Regions from separate parts of the Xenopus laevis genome. Here region 2 is linked to region 1. Evidence: chromatin contacts called from public Hi-C data. All regions are on one chromosome and are shown on one strand. The core of a region is the stretch at or near the end of the contact, and the rest is flanking DNA. Distances in the headings are between cores, read along the strand shown. Region 1 holds the start of net1.S (neuroepithelial cell transforming 1 S homeolog). Region 2 holds the start of rbm17.S (RNA binding motif protein 17 S homeolog).

The links. A called contact is a pair of places that touch in the nucleus more often than the background predicts.
Region 2: a Hi-C map of the XTC cell line shows a contact between it and region 1, with 4 times the contacts expected there. The contact joins the promoter of rbm17.S here to the promoter of net1.S in region 1. A contact is called at or near these places in 2 of 4 Hi-C or Micro-C datasets (the XL177 cell line and the XTC cell line).

The regions. Positions count from the first base shown.
Region 1 is chr3S:66,693,919-66,700,345 of Xenopus_laevis_v10.1, reverse strand. net1.S (neuroepithelial cell transforming 1 S homeolog) reads right to left here and starts at 3,099. Exons shown (of 9, transcript NM_001091727.1): 1 at 2,879-3,099; 2 at 766-873. The coding sequence starts at 2,971.
Region 2 is chr3S:66,996,652-67,002,843 of Xenopus_laevis_v10.1, reverse strand. It overlaps rbm17.S (RNA binding motif protein 17 S homeolog), which reads right to left and starts at 3,899. Exons shown (of 12, transcript NM_001094063.1): 1 at 3,761-3,899; 2 at 1,302-1,438. The coding sequence starts at 1,424.

The DNA.
Region 1 (6,427 bases), core at 1,850-4,349:
CAGTTTGGGGAGATTGTCGCCACGCAGAAGAGGCGATTAGTCGCTAGGCAACTAAATCTCCCCAAATCTGCTCGTATGCCCCAACTCTAAATTTTCACCTTTTAAAGCACCTCTGGGACTAACTGTTTTAAATTGATACATTTAGTTGATACATTTGTTATCTTTGTCCCTGCTGAGCAGAATCCCTGAGTTTAAGTAAAGGCAGCTGTTAGAATTGATACAATAGTTACTAATAATGTACAGATACTGCTGAGAAATGTATCAACTAATTGTATCAACTAATTGTATCAACTAAATTGAAACAGTTCAGAATGTTCCTGGATCACTGAACACTAGCGAAACAAACCTGTAAATGTAAATTTTGGGAAAACAGTAAAAATAAAAGATGGAAAGCAATTGAAAAAAAGTCTTTATTTATGGTGAACAATCTGAAAACAACTGAACTGAAGAAAAAAATGCTTGGAATGTGAACAACCCCTTTAAGAAAACAAAGTAACCAGAAACCTTTGAGTGGTCAAATCTAAGCAGGTCAGAGCTTATATTAACTACAGTATAGCAAGAATATGTCTCAAGAGATTACAGAAACAATGTACACAGCACATTCAAACAACGATGTACTGAGGTCAGTTTCCTTAGGAGTCACTTGAACTGCATGTGTCAATGTAAATTGTAAATTGTGTGCTCAGTTGGGGAAGTAATACGAATAATGAACTGGATTTGTGTAAAGCACTGCATAACAAGGATAATAATAAAAACATATGCTACCTGGATGGTTTGGCCAAAACGCCTGACTGCGCCATTTCTTACAGGAGATATTAGATTTGCCAATGATGTGACTCGTGATAGAGGTCGGACTCTCTTAGTGCTTGGTTCCTACAAAACAGACATATTTCAACATTAAGATACAATATTCTGTGGGGAAAAAAACAAATTATGAAACTCGAACACAGCAAAATTCACACAGTGTATGCCTCACTCTAAACACAAAAACATATCTGTCCTGTTTACTGTATAAACCTTTATCTGTATTAGCTGTATATCGTAAGGAAGAATAATTCATGCCATAGCACAAAGGCAAGACCCACACTAGGAGCAAAATATACTGTTTTATTGTATGTTTATGGTCTGTTATTGCCTAAAATACAAAGAAAAAGGCGTATTTCAAAAGTTTAAGACAAGATCTGCATACATAGTAAAATATATTCAGGACAGGACAAGAGGATAAAACCACTTGAAATTCGTATTAAAATTAATGCTGTTGAACAACAGCAAGATCCATCTCTCCTCAAAAAGCTCCCTTCAAACTCAGCAGCAGCAGCATAGTGGGATTTGTGTTTCATGACAACAGAAGGACAAACAAAACAAAAAAAGGAAATCTGCTAGATCTTCAAAACACAACAAATACGTCTGCCTAAACACAAGGTTGGTTTGCTTGCTTAATAACTAGGCAATGTATTCCTTGTTAATCCACTTATTTAAATTCTTTCAACAGTTGCTGGAGTAGCCACCTCCATAAAGTATCATAGACGCAAAGTAGGAACTGGAGAGCCTTCCAAGTAGTTTGAATTTCTTTATTGAAGCACTACATGTTTCGGACTGCAAAGATCCTTCCTCGGGTGCATGTAACATGCACCCGAGGAAGGACCTTTGTGGTCTGAAACATGTAGTGCTTCAATAAAGAAATTCAAACTACATTGGAAGGCTCTCCAGTTCTTGCTTAATAGCTAACTGTTGGGGCACAGCTGAACACAAAACAAAAAACTCCTTTCACTGAAATGGTGTAAAATGCAAACTGGCATGGGGATGTGAATTATCTGGCATAACAATGAAGTATAGAGATTACCGGTAGTCAAACACAGTGTGACCTGTGTACCGTGGCATATTTTCACAACACCAGGAACCCAAGGTGCAACATGAGCTTAGAAAGTCTCTGCAAACAGAGAAGCAGCTCACTTTAGTTTTGTTTGCAATAAATCTAAACCCTTCAAGAGAGAGAGAGAGAGAAACAGAGAGAGCCACACATGATACACTGAGAACAATAGTAAATCTGAAGCCTATAAAACAATTACAATAGGTAAAACGAGAGGATTCTAACATTCTCTTCTCGTATGAGGTCGAAGTAAGAAAAGTCACGGTGCAATCCACAAAGCAGAGGTCAATGCATATTTCTAAACGTTCACTAGGAAGGAGCTGCCATTATCACACATGAAGCTAGAAATCACTACCTATGTAACAGTATTTTTCCAAATATCCGCCAGGAAATGTCATTTAAGGGAAAAGTAGTGCTTCAACTGATATTTTTAATAGCAAATTATGTGACATCTTGCAAAAGGTAGAATGTAAAAAAACAAAGTAAAGCAACAACAAAATATATAATACCACACCGCACTGTTGATTTTGTTTTGTACTTTGATATAATTCAAAAAAAAAAAACAAAGTTACATAGACAACATATAAATGGTGTTTTAGTGCAGTGATTTCCATCAGAAACTTGAAAGTAATTATCCTTTACAAGGAATAAGGATGGATGACATTCCATACAATGGAATGCGGCTTTCTAAAGAAATATAGAGGGCAGAAGTCAGGAGTGCTGATCAGAAAGCCCCTATTTCTTGCCTGGGGGGATAATATTAAAGCTGAAGGTATGCAGAGAAGCTTCCTAACAAGCTCATTGGTACGCACAGAGCAGGCTAAAGCTGTAATGAAATCTGTTTCTTCAAATTGAAAGACTGACGTAAAATTGAAATTGCACATTTGTGACCAGACAAGCATTACATGCAAGCGTGGGGGGGAAAACGTAGCTGCCTCTTTACCTTTCAACCTGAAATCTATTTTGCAAACACTGATAAAAACAATGTATAAACAATGAAATACATACCTCTGAGTCCTTAGATGCTTGGTTCTGAACAGTTATAACCTGAATAGTCCTCTTGATAGGCAAAAGGCCTCCAAAGTCATCATGAGCCACCATAATTTATTATATTCCAAGATCTGGAAGTAATCCACTTTAAAGGATCAGTCCTTGCTAGAGCTGCTTTCGTAGACTAGTCTCCGATGTGCTAGGAAACACTCACAGCTCCTTCCCATACTGCATACTTCCCTTGCTGCAGCTCAAGTGTGGACTTGAAAGAGCAAAGGCTCAGTGCTACTAAGTAGTAGTAGTAGGAGGAGGAGGAGGAGTGGCCCGTTTGCTTTGTAGGCGTAGTTGCATGACATCCCATGTCATTTGCTGTGAACAGCTGGCACACCTACAGGCTGCTTCTCAACTTACAGCTGCTTTACTTTATGACTCCAGACAATTTTATAAATGGAAAAATCGCTTTGCATGCCGTTCAGCTCACAGCAAGGAGACAAGTTTACAGCAGCCAAACTCTAAAGCCTGGATACAGTATAGCCAAGTTAGTTCCATACACACAAAAAGGAAGGGGGGAGGGGTGCATACAGCTTGAAATACTGTTTCCCAGCACAAGCAGCTCAGGCTGATTTACTTTGTTCTTTAACAATCTGCATATATTTGAGGCACATTTTTTTATTGACAAGCTATACACAACAAAATGACAGCATATTTATTGGAAACTCTTTCAACAGCAAGTAGTAAGTGACCCAGTTAAAATACTTGCATGTCTAAGAGCAGACCTTAATGAAAGGGAACTATATTATAGTAACATATCACATAAAACATCCAGCATTTACCCCTTCACATATTGGGAAACAATTTCCAAAGCTTGCATAAAAATACTATATAGTTTGGTTACTGATCCGTGCGGCACCCTCTGTTAAACAGCAACAAGTGGAGCAAATACACAGGCATTCAAGCGGTTAAAATATCAAAGGGGATCTAACCCCCCCCCCCAAATTGGGACTTACTCAGGGTGCTTCTCTGAACACTTGTAAATTAATATTACATTCATATTTTATTTTTATTGGAGATATTTATAATGCCAATACCAGACTTTTGCCATTTTAAATACTTAAAGGGGAGGTTCACTATTGAGTTAACTTTTTGTAAGTTATTGAATGGTTAATTCTAAGCAACTTTCCCATTGGTCTTCATTTTTTCTTTTTTTTATAGTTTTTGAATTATTTGCCTTCTGACTCCAGTTTTTAAATAGGGGCAACTGACCAATCTAAAAAGACAAATGCTCTGTAATAGTCAGGGGCGATCCTGGCCCCTCCGCCGCCTGAGGCAGAAGCAGTTGCTGCTGCCCCCCCTCCCCTGGAAATTCGCTCTTAAAGTTTTTTTGCTGCCCCTGGTACCTAGTGGGGCGCTGCCGCCTGAGACGACAGCCTCAACTCGCCTCATTGGCGAAGCACCCCTGGTAATAGTGTTGTGCAGGGTCAACCCACGCCCCTCCCAATCGGCACCTGGCCCTGCATTGCTCCCCTATCTATAGACCCGCAGTGACATCACAAAAGGGGTGGGCGGCCTCTATAAATTAGGCGTTGGAAGCCAGAAGTGCTAGGTTGCACTCCTAGAGTTGGCCCAGGATTCGGCCCGAACCTGCCTTAGCTTGCACATCAGTACTGTGTAAGAATACACAGTTATTGCTACTTTTTTTTTTTTTTTTTTTATTACCCATCTTTGTATTCAGGCCTCTCTTATCCGTACTCCAGTCTCTTATTTAAATGAATGTATGGTTGCTAGCATAATTTGAACCTTGCTGAAATTGCAAACTGAAGATCTACTGAATAAAAGCTAAATAACATAAACCACAAATAAGAAATGACAACCACTTTAAAGGAAAACTAAAACTCCCCACCAAAAGCCCCCCTAAACTTCCAGGCATTGACCACCTCCCCTCTCCGCAATGTGCTTTAGTGTAAAAAAAAGCCAAACCTGCATGACTATATCTTTACACTGATGGGGTGTGTATGATCAAACTATGAAATCTGATAATAAGTAATCATATGACCCGACAACTATCTTATAGATAGAAAACAAACTCGGACGGAGTATTTGGAATATGCACGGTCTGCTGTAAATTTAAATATTAGAGGTCAGTTTTGAGTGCTGCGACCAAATAACTGTGACTTTTGCCTATGGTCCTTTTTTTTGTTACACTGATTTGGAACAGTGGTTGACAAGATAGGTACTATGCAGAAGAGAGATTTAAAACTTACTCAAGAAGAACCCAGTCCAAAAAGAACAGCATGTATAGAAAACCTGTCCCTGACAAAATACAGTCATATGAAAAAGTTTGGGAACCCCTCTCAGCCTGCAATAATTTATTTCACTTTCAACAAAAAAAAAAAAAAAAGATAACAGTGGTATGTCTTTTATTGCCCAGGAACATCGGAGTACTGGGGTGTTTTCTGAACAAAGATTTTTAGTGAAGCAGTATTCAGTTGTATGAAATTAAATCAAATGTGAAAAACTGGCTGTGCAAATTTGTGAATTTGAATGCATGTAACTGCTCAATACTGATTACTGGCAACACCAAATTGGTTGGTTTAGCTTGTAAGCCTTGAACTTCATAGGCAAGTGTGTCCAATCATGAGAAAATTTATTAAAGGTGGCCAATTGCAAGTTGTACTTCTGTTTGACTCTTCTCTGAAGAGTGACAGCATGGGATCCTCAAATCAACTCTCAAAAGATCTGGAAACAAAGATTATTCAGTATCATGGTTTAGGGAAGGCTACAAAAAGCTATCTCAGAGGTTTAAACTGTCCGTTTCAACTGTAAGGAATGTAATCAGGAAATGGAAGGCCACAGGCACAGTTGCTGTAAAACCCAGGTCTGACAGGCCAAGAAAAATACAGGAGCAGCATATGCGCAGAATTGTAAGAATGGTTACAGACGATGCAAAAATCACCTCCAAAGACCCGCAGGAACATCTTGCTGCAGATGGTGTATCTGTACATCGTTCTACAATTCAGCACAATTAGCACAAAGAACATCTGTATGGCAGGGTGATGAGAAAGAAGCCATTTCTGCACACAAACAGAGTTACTTGTCTTATGCAAAAGCTCATTTCGACAAGTCATTTTGGAACAAAGTGCTTTGGACTGATGAGACAAAAATTGAGTTATTTGTTTAGAACAAAAAGCAGAAGAAGAACACTGCATTCCAAGAAAATTCCTGCTACCTACTTTCAAATTTGATGAAAGTTCCATCATGCTGTGTGGCTAGTTCAGGGACTGGGGCCCTTGTTAAAGTTGAGAGTCGATGAATTCAACCCAATGTCAACAAATTATTCAGGATAATGTTCAAGCATCAGTCACAAAGTTACACAGGGGTTGGATATTCCAACAAGACAATGACCCTAAACACACTTTGAAATCTACAAAGGTATTTATGCTGAGGGAGAAGAAGAATATTCTGGAATAGCCATTACAGTCCTCCGACTTGAATAGCATCGAAAATCTTTGGGATGATTTGAACTGAACTGGCGACAGATAGTCAAAAATACCACCATCCAGAATCCAG
Region 2 (6,192 bases), core at 2,650-5,149, 300 kb before region 1:
AGTTAAAAAAAAAATGGTGCTAAGAAAAAAATAATTTAGAATGTAAACCCAACTAGGGATGCACCGAATCCACTATTTTGGATTCGGCCAAACCCCCGAATGCATTGCGAAACATTCAGCCAAATTCTAAATGGAATCCTGATTTGCATATGCATATTAGGGGTGGGAAGGAGAAAACATTTTTTACTTCCTTGTTTTGTAACAAAGTCGCGCAATATCCCTCCCTGCCCCTAATTTGCATATGCAAATCAGGATTCAGTTCAGCCACGCCGAATCCGAATCCTGCTGATAAAGGCCAAATCCCGAATCGAATCCTGGATTCGGTGCACCCCTAAACCCAACCAAAGCAGGCCATACCTGAGCCCCATGAAGAGGGCCAAATCGGCACCCTCTACACCAAATACGTGGTCAGACTGGCTGGACAATTCTGTACAGGATGAAGTCTTCTCTTGACAAGTCTGTCCAGTGCCCTCATATTATCATATCATCATTTCATGATCATATGATCATTGGCCAGAGACCAAAGTAACTGCTTAGTGCAATCAGGCCCAACAACGGGATAGCCAAACCAGACTAAAATCTGCTTTTTTTGGCAACCTTGGAAAAATTAGTGGCTTTTCTATTGCAGCCTGCTTATGTAAAACACAAAACTAAAATACAACCAGCATTCTTTTAAGACCATGAACAAAAAAAAAGGAAATCTAAAGGTAGCCATACACACACACACACACACAAATAATAGCGGTTAACTCAGCCATTCCAAATGGTCAGCAGGTTATGGATACTGATAAGGCCCAAATAAGAAGAAAGCGGACAGGCACTCCAACCCAGACATGTAAAATCAAAGTTACTTTATTGAACATGGGCATCAGCTCAACCTTATGCATTTCAGTACAGCAAGATACAGCACGAAATGGGTAAAGCTAAGCTGTTGTCTCAACAAAAGTAACTTTGATTTTACAAGCCTGGATGACTGAAGTGATCCCCTTGAGTGCCTGCCAACTTTGTTTATATGGTTTATCCACTTGACAATACTGCCAGGTGCCCTGAGCACTCCATTATACAAGTCAATGTTACTCCTAGAATATATTTTTTCAAACCAATGGCCTGCCCAACTGATATCTGGTCAGAAAGGATGGGTTGGAAAATCCAAATGGGCATAGCCAAGGGGCTATACGAGCTGGAAGACACAATTTGTCAAGCCAATGGTAAGGTTGGCAAAACAGTGGATCTTTATGGCAAGCTTAAAACAAATCTGACTCATAGCCTTCATTTGATCACTTAAGTGAGGATCAAAGTACCTTTGCTTGTGTAAGAGCTGCCTTTTTAACTTGCAATTGGGATTGTAATAATTTGAAGTTTTTTGACCATCCTTCTGTCTTTGAGTCACTAGTCTCCACAGCAAGATCATCGTATAAAGACATTGTATTGCTTTAACCTGAAAAACAAACTATTGGTTAATATACCGTAAATATACAAAATTTTGGTCGATGGCACCTTCTTAGATGAGGTGCTATGTTATACGGCTCAGGACATGGACCTTAAATCCTGTACAATATAAACAGACATTCGTCAAGGGCTTTCATATTTTGTTACCCCAACAAAGACTGAATGAAAATATATTGTAATCTAAGTACTATATTACTAAATCTGAACAGTGTTGAAAAGGCATTGGTAAGTTTCATAGGCCAGAGAACACTTCTGGTTGAAGCCAGCCAATAATGGCAAAGACAAGAATGGAATGTGGCTGTTGAGAAAGTACTATTTTATTGTTATCTTTTGTAAATTATAGCTACATATTCCACTAATAAAGCAGCATATAACAAAATAATTCATTTCAGCCTTCATAGATTACATTTTTGACTAACTATACAATAAACATATTTTTTATTTTGCACTGTCAATTTAGCAAGTTTATTTTTTACACTGAACAGTTTATTTAAAAAAAAAAAAGTCCCTAGTAAGGATGAACCAAGTCTACAGTTTTTGGATACAGACATTTACCAGAGTCTATGGGAGACTGCCTTTCCATAATGTGGAGCTTTCTGGATAACAGGTTTCCAGATTACAGATCCCATACCTGTACTGTAATTATATCAGCTTCAAAACATAGATGAATAATAGGAAAATGGAATCTAAGGAAATAAGAAAAGTCAGTCTGATTAAACTAAATTAAACTTACTAAGTACTTGAGGGTGTATTCCATCAGGAACAAGGGCCTTTTTTATATTTTATTTTTAATATACAAAGACATTTAATAGTATTAGCCCCTATAGCTGTCCTAACAAACCCAAATATTGTTCACATATCAGGCAATCTATAACACATGACCTATACATTAAATTAGACACTGTAGGGAGTAACACTTTATAGAGTACCCCCCAATTACAGACAGGTAAGTTTGATATCTGCAGTGGGTAAATTATCTGAACGTTTGTTAAAGGGGTGGTTCACCTTCAAGTACTTTTAGTATGTTATAGAATGGCCAATTCTAAGCAACTTTTCAATTGGACTTTATTATTTATGTTTTTTCTTAAATATTTGGCTTCATCCTCTGACTCTTTCCATCTTTCAAATGGGGTCGCTGACCCCTTCTCAAATGCTCTGTAAGGCTAAACATTTATTGTTATTGCTACTTTTAATTGCTCATTTTTCTATTCAGGCGCTCTCCTATTATTATTAAAACCTCTTTTTAAAATCAATGCACAGTTGCTAGGATAATGTAGACCCTAGCAACCCGATGACTGCTGCTGAATAAAAAGCTAAATAACTCAAAAACCACAAGTCATAAAAACAAAATTGCAAATTGTCTCAGAATATCACTCTAAACATCATGCTAAAAGTTAACTCAAAGGTGAACAACCTCTTTAGGGAATCACATTCAAGATATTTTTCAGAACAATGGGGTTATAAGTAGTGATAAATGTGACGTTATAAAGGACAGAGCATAACAAACATGTTTAATTGCTTTTATGATAACATTTGCAGGAAGTAGATCAACTTGGATTTGCCAAACCTTTTAATTTAGTGCATAAGGGATTCTAAAGTAACGTCCATTGGTCTTGGTAATGCTGTTCATATATGGTTAGAAAACCGGCTAAAGCATTGAAAAATTGAGTTCCGTATCAACGGTACATTATTTACTTGGCCCAGGCTTCTTAGTGGAGTCCCGCAGATTTTTGTATTGGGTCCAATTTAATGTATTCATTATTAACTAAGAGAAGGGCATTATAATCAACAGATGTGTGTTTGACACAAAACTATGCCAACCAGCCAAGGAGGGCCAACAAGGTATTGCTTATTTAAAGGGTTATAAATGCAATGGATTAGAAGTATTTGGTCTCCAGAGCTCAGAAAAGATATTAAGCAAAATAGAGAAAATCCTATTAACTGCAACTAAGCTACTATGGTAGGAAGAAAGTCAAGAGTTGGGAATATTTACACTGGGGAAAAGACAATTAAGAGTAGCTGATAACCATGTATTAATAAAGTGTCAGTGTTAGTAGGTAGTGCAGCAGCTACAATGGCATCTAGTTAGAGTACAAGAAAGGGCCTTTCTGCCTTATGCAAGTCGCGATTCTTCGAGTGTAACATTTTAGTGGTGAGATGGAACTTAGCAATGTTTGTACGATCACAAACACTGAAATTAGGTGACAATGGGGTGTCAATACTAAAAAAAAACATAAACAATGACAAGTACATGAAGAGATCACAAACATGTAGCGGTGTTACACAACTGCGATCCATCAGTTAAACATACCGCCCAACAAGCTGGACAGTTGCTATTTTCTTAATGCAGCCCGCAGTCCTGTATCGCTGCTTAAACGTCCCGCAACGCCGATCACATTCAGCACCTTGGCTCTTGCCGGGCAGCTAATAGTGATGTCACTTGTCTCACGTCGCCATAGTTTGGCGTCACTATACTTAAAAAAAGCGCAGTGACGCTACACGTAGCCATTTTGCGGAGTGACGAAGTACGTCGGCGCTGCACAAACCTAAGCCCCGCCTACTCTACTTACCCAGTTTGACAGAATAATTCCACTCCAATAGTTACTCATAATCAGACTATTTTGAGTTTCAGCCTAGTGTTTTCTTTAAAGACTAGTACAATATTTTTTCACACTTCATGGACAATATATTGGCAAATTTAGGAGAATATAATGGTTAAAATATACCTCCAGTAATCTTTTTTTAAAAGGTGGTGTTGGAGGGTTCTTTTTTTAAAATAATTTAGGGACAAAACACTGGCTAGTCTAGGTGAAGACAATGGATGAAATCAGACAAAAGTAAAGTTTTGTTTTAGCATAAGAATATCTCAGTGCAAGTATGGCAAGATTTTTCACAATTTATGAACAAAAAAAAAGCTCTAATTTATGACAATCAGGGATAGATTTAAAATGTGGCTGACCCTGGCTGCTTTCACCACCCTGCCATCACTGCAGCCAGTCACCCATTCCCACATGATATCCATCACTGGGTGGGGGAGATTCAAATTGCTGTCAAAATCTCCCGTTCAGTCCCCAATACAGCTGTGGTCAGTGGGCGGCACGCCACCCCCAAATTTCTGCCTCACTAGGCCCGGGCCTGAGAACAGTGGATAAAATAGACCAAAGTTAGCATGAGTTTTTAGGCTCTTTTTTTCCAAAGTGACATCAGAGGGTCCCAGGGATTATGTGAAAACTAGGGTGATATTTAAACAATTTAGGAACAAAATATGGGTTAATTTAGGAGAAAACAAAGGGTAAAATTGGCCAAAACTAATTTTGAGTATTTATGGGGTTTTTTTTTACTCTGGCATAAAAAGGTCCTATGGGGGAATGTAATAAAAGTCGGTAACAGAAAAAAATATTTGCAATTTGAAAAGTTATGTGCAAACACATGTTTTTGTGCGAATTTAATATAGATTTTGCGAACCTGGACAATGTTTAGCGACCACTTCCGACAGTGGAAGAAGGTTTGCGAAATTTTATAGTTAGCACCAGTGTGCAGTGAATCTAATAAAACTTCTTACTGAAAAAGTTATGTTTGCTCCAAAAGATTACAACAACTTCGAGCACTTCTTAAAAGTGGACAATGCACAATTAAAATTCGCAATGCGCAATTTAAATTCGTAATGTAATAACAGTTTAAGGAAGAGTATTGCGAAATGAGACTTTTTATCCTTATTTGTGCTAATTGTTTTGCTCTTTGCGACTTTTATTACATTCCCCCACTAGTGTTTTATGTGAAAATTATGGCTATATCTTATACAATGTAGGGACAAAAATGGCTAATTTAGGAGGAGACAATGGGTTAAATATACCAGTAATTTTTCGTGCAAACCAGAGACACTGTGGCTAATTTAAAAGAGCGTAATTTTGAGTTTTTAGGCTTTTTTTCTCTCTGGCATCAGAGGTACTAATGTTATGTGTAAAACTTCTACCCACACTTTTCACAATTTAAAGTGGACCTGTCACCCAGACATAAAAATCTGTATAATAAAAGTCCTTTTCAAATTAAATATGAAATACAAATTCTTTTTTTATTAAAGCATCCATAACTAATTTTAAAATATCAAATATTGGCCGCCCCTCCTCTATGCCTTAAGTATAGAGGCGGAGCAAGGAATTACTTTCACTTTCCATTCAGCACTTCATAGATGTCACTGCTCTCTCTACATTCCCCTAGTTCTCTTCACCGTTTAATTGTATAGCCAGGGCATGGGGATGGACATCGGGTCCCCCATTCTGGTGCACAAACAAGATTCTGAGATGATGCAAGGCTTGCCTTAATAACAGTGTCCACAAAATGGTCCCTGTCTGCTTGCTATAATTATGAATTCCCAGACTGATGGAAACAAAATTTAAATAATTTATACTGTGTAATTAAAGTTAATTTTGCTTGACTAAACATGATAAAATAGGATTTGGAATCATTTCTTAGTTCTACCCTAAGATTTAAGATTCTTTTCACAAACAGTTGTCCTTTGAATTTTACTATTCCAATACAGGAATGGGACCCTTTCAACTTGGTGGCCAAACACAATAAGATCTGCTCATTTGGTGAGCTCGCCAAACAAGAGGATCTTTCCCCAATATGCCCACCAAGGACAGGGCGATATTGGGTTAATCTAGTCGTTCGGCCGTAGGGCCAAACGATTGGATTACAACAAAGGAAATGGCCACCAACAGGCGAGGACTGCATCAACTAGCC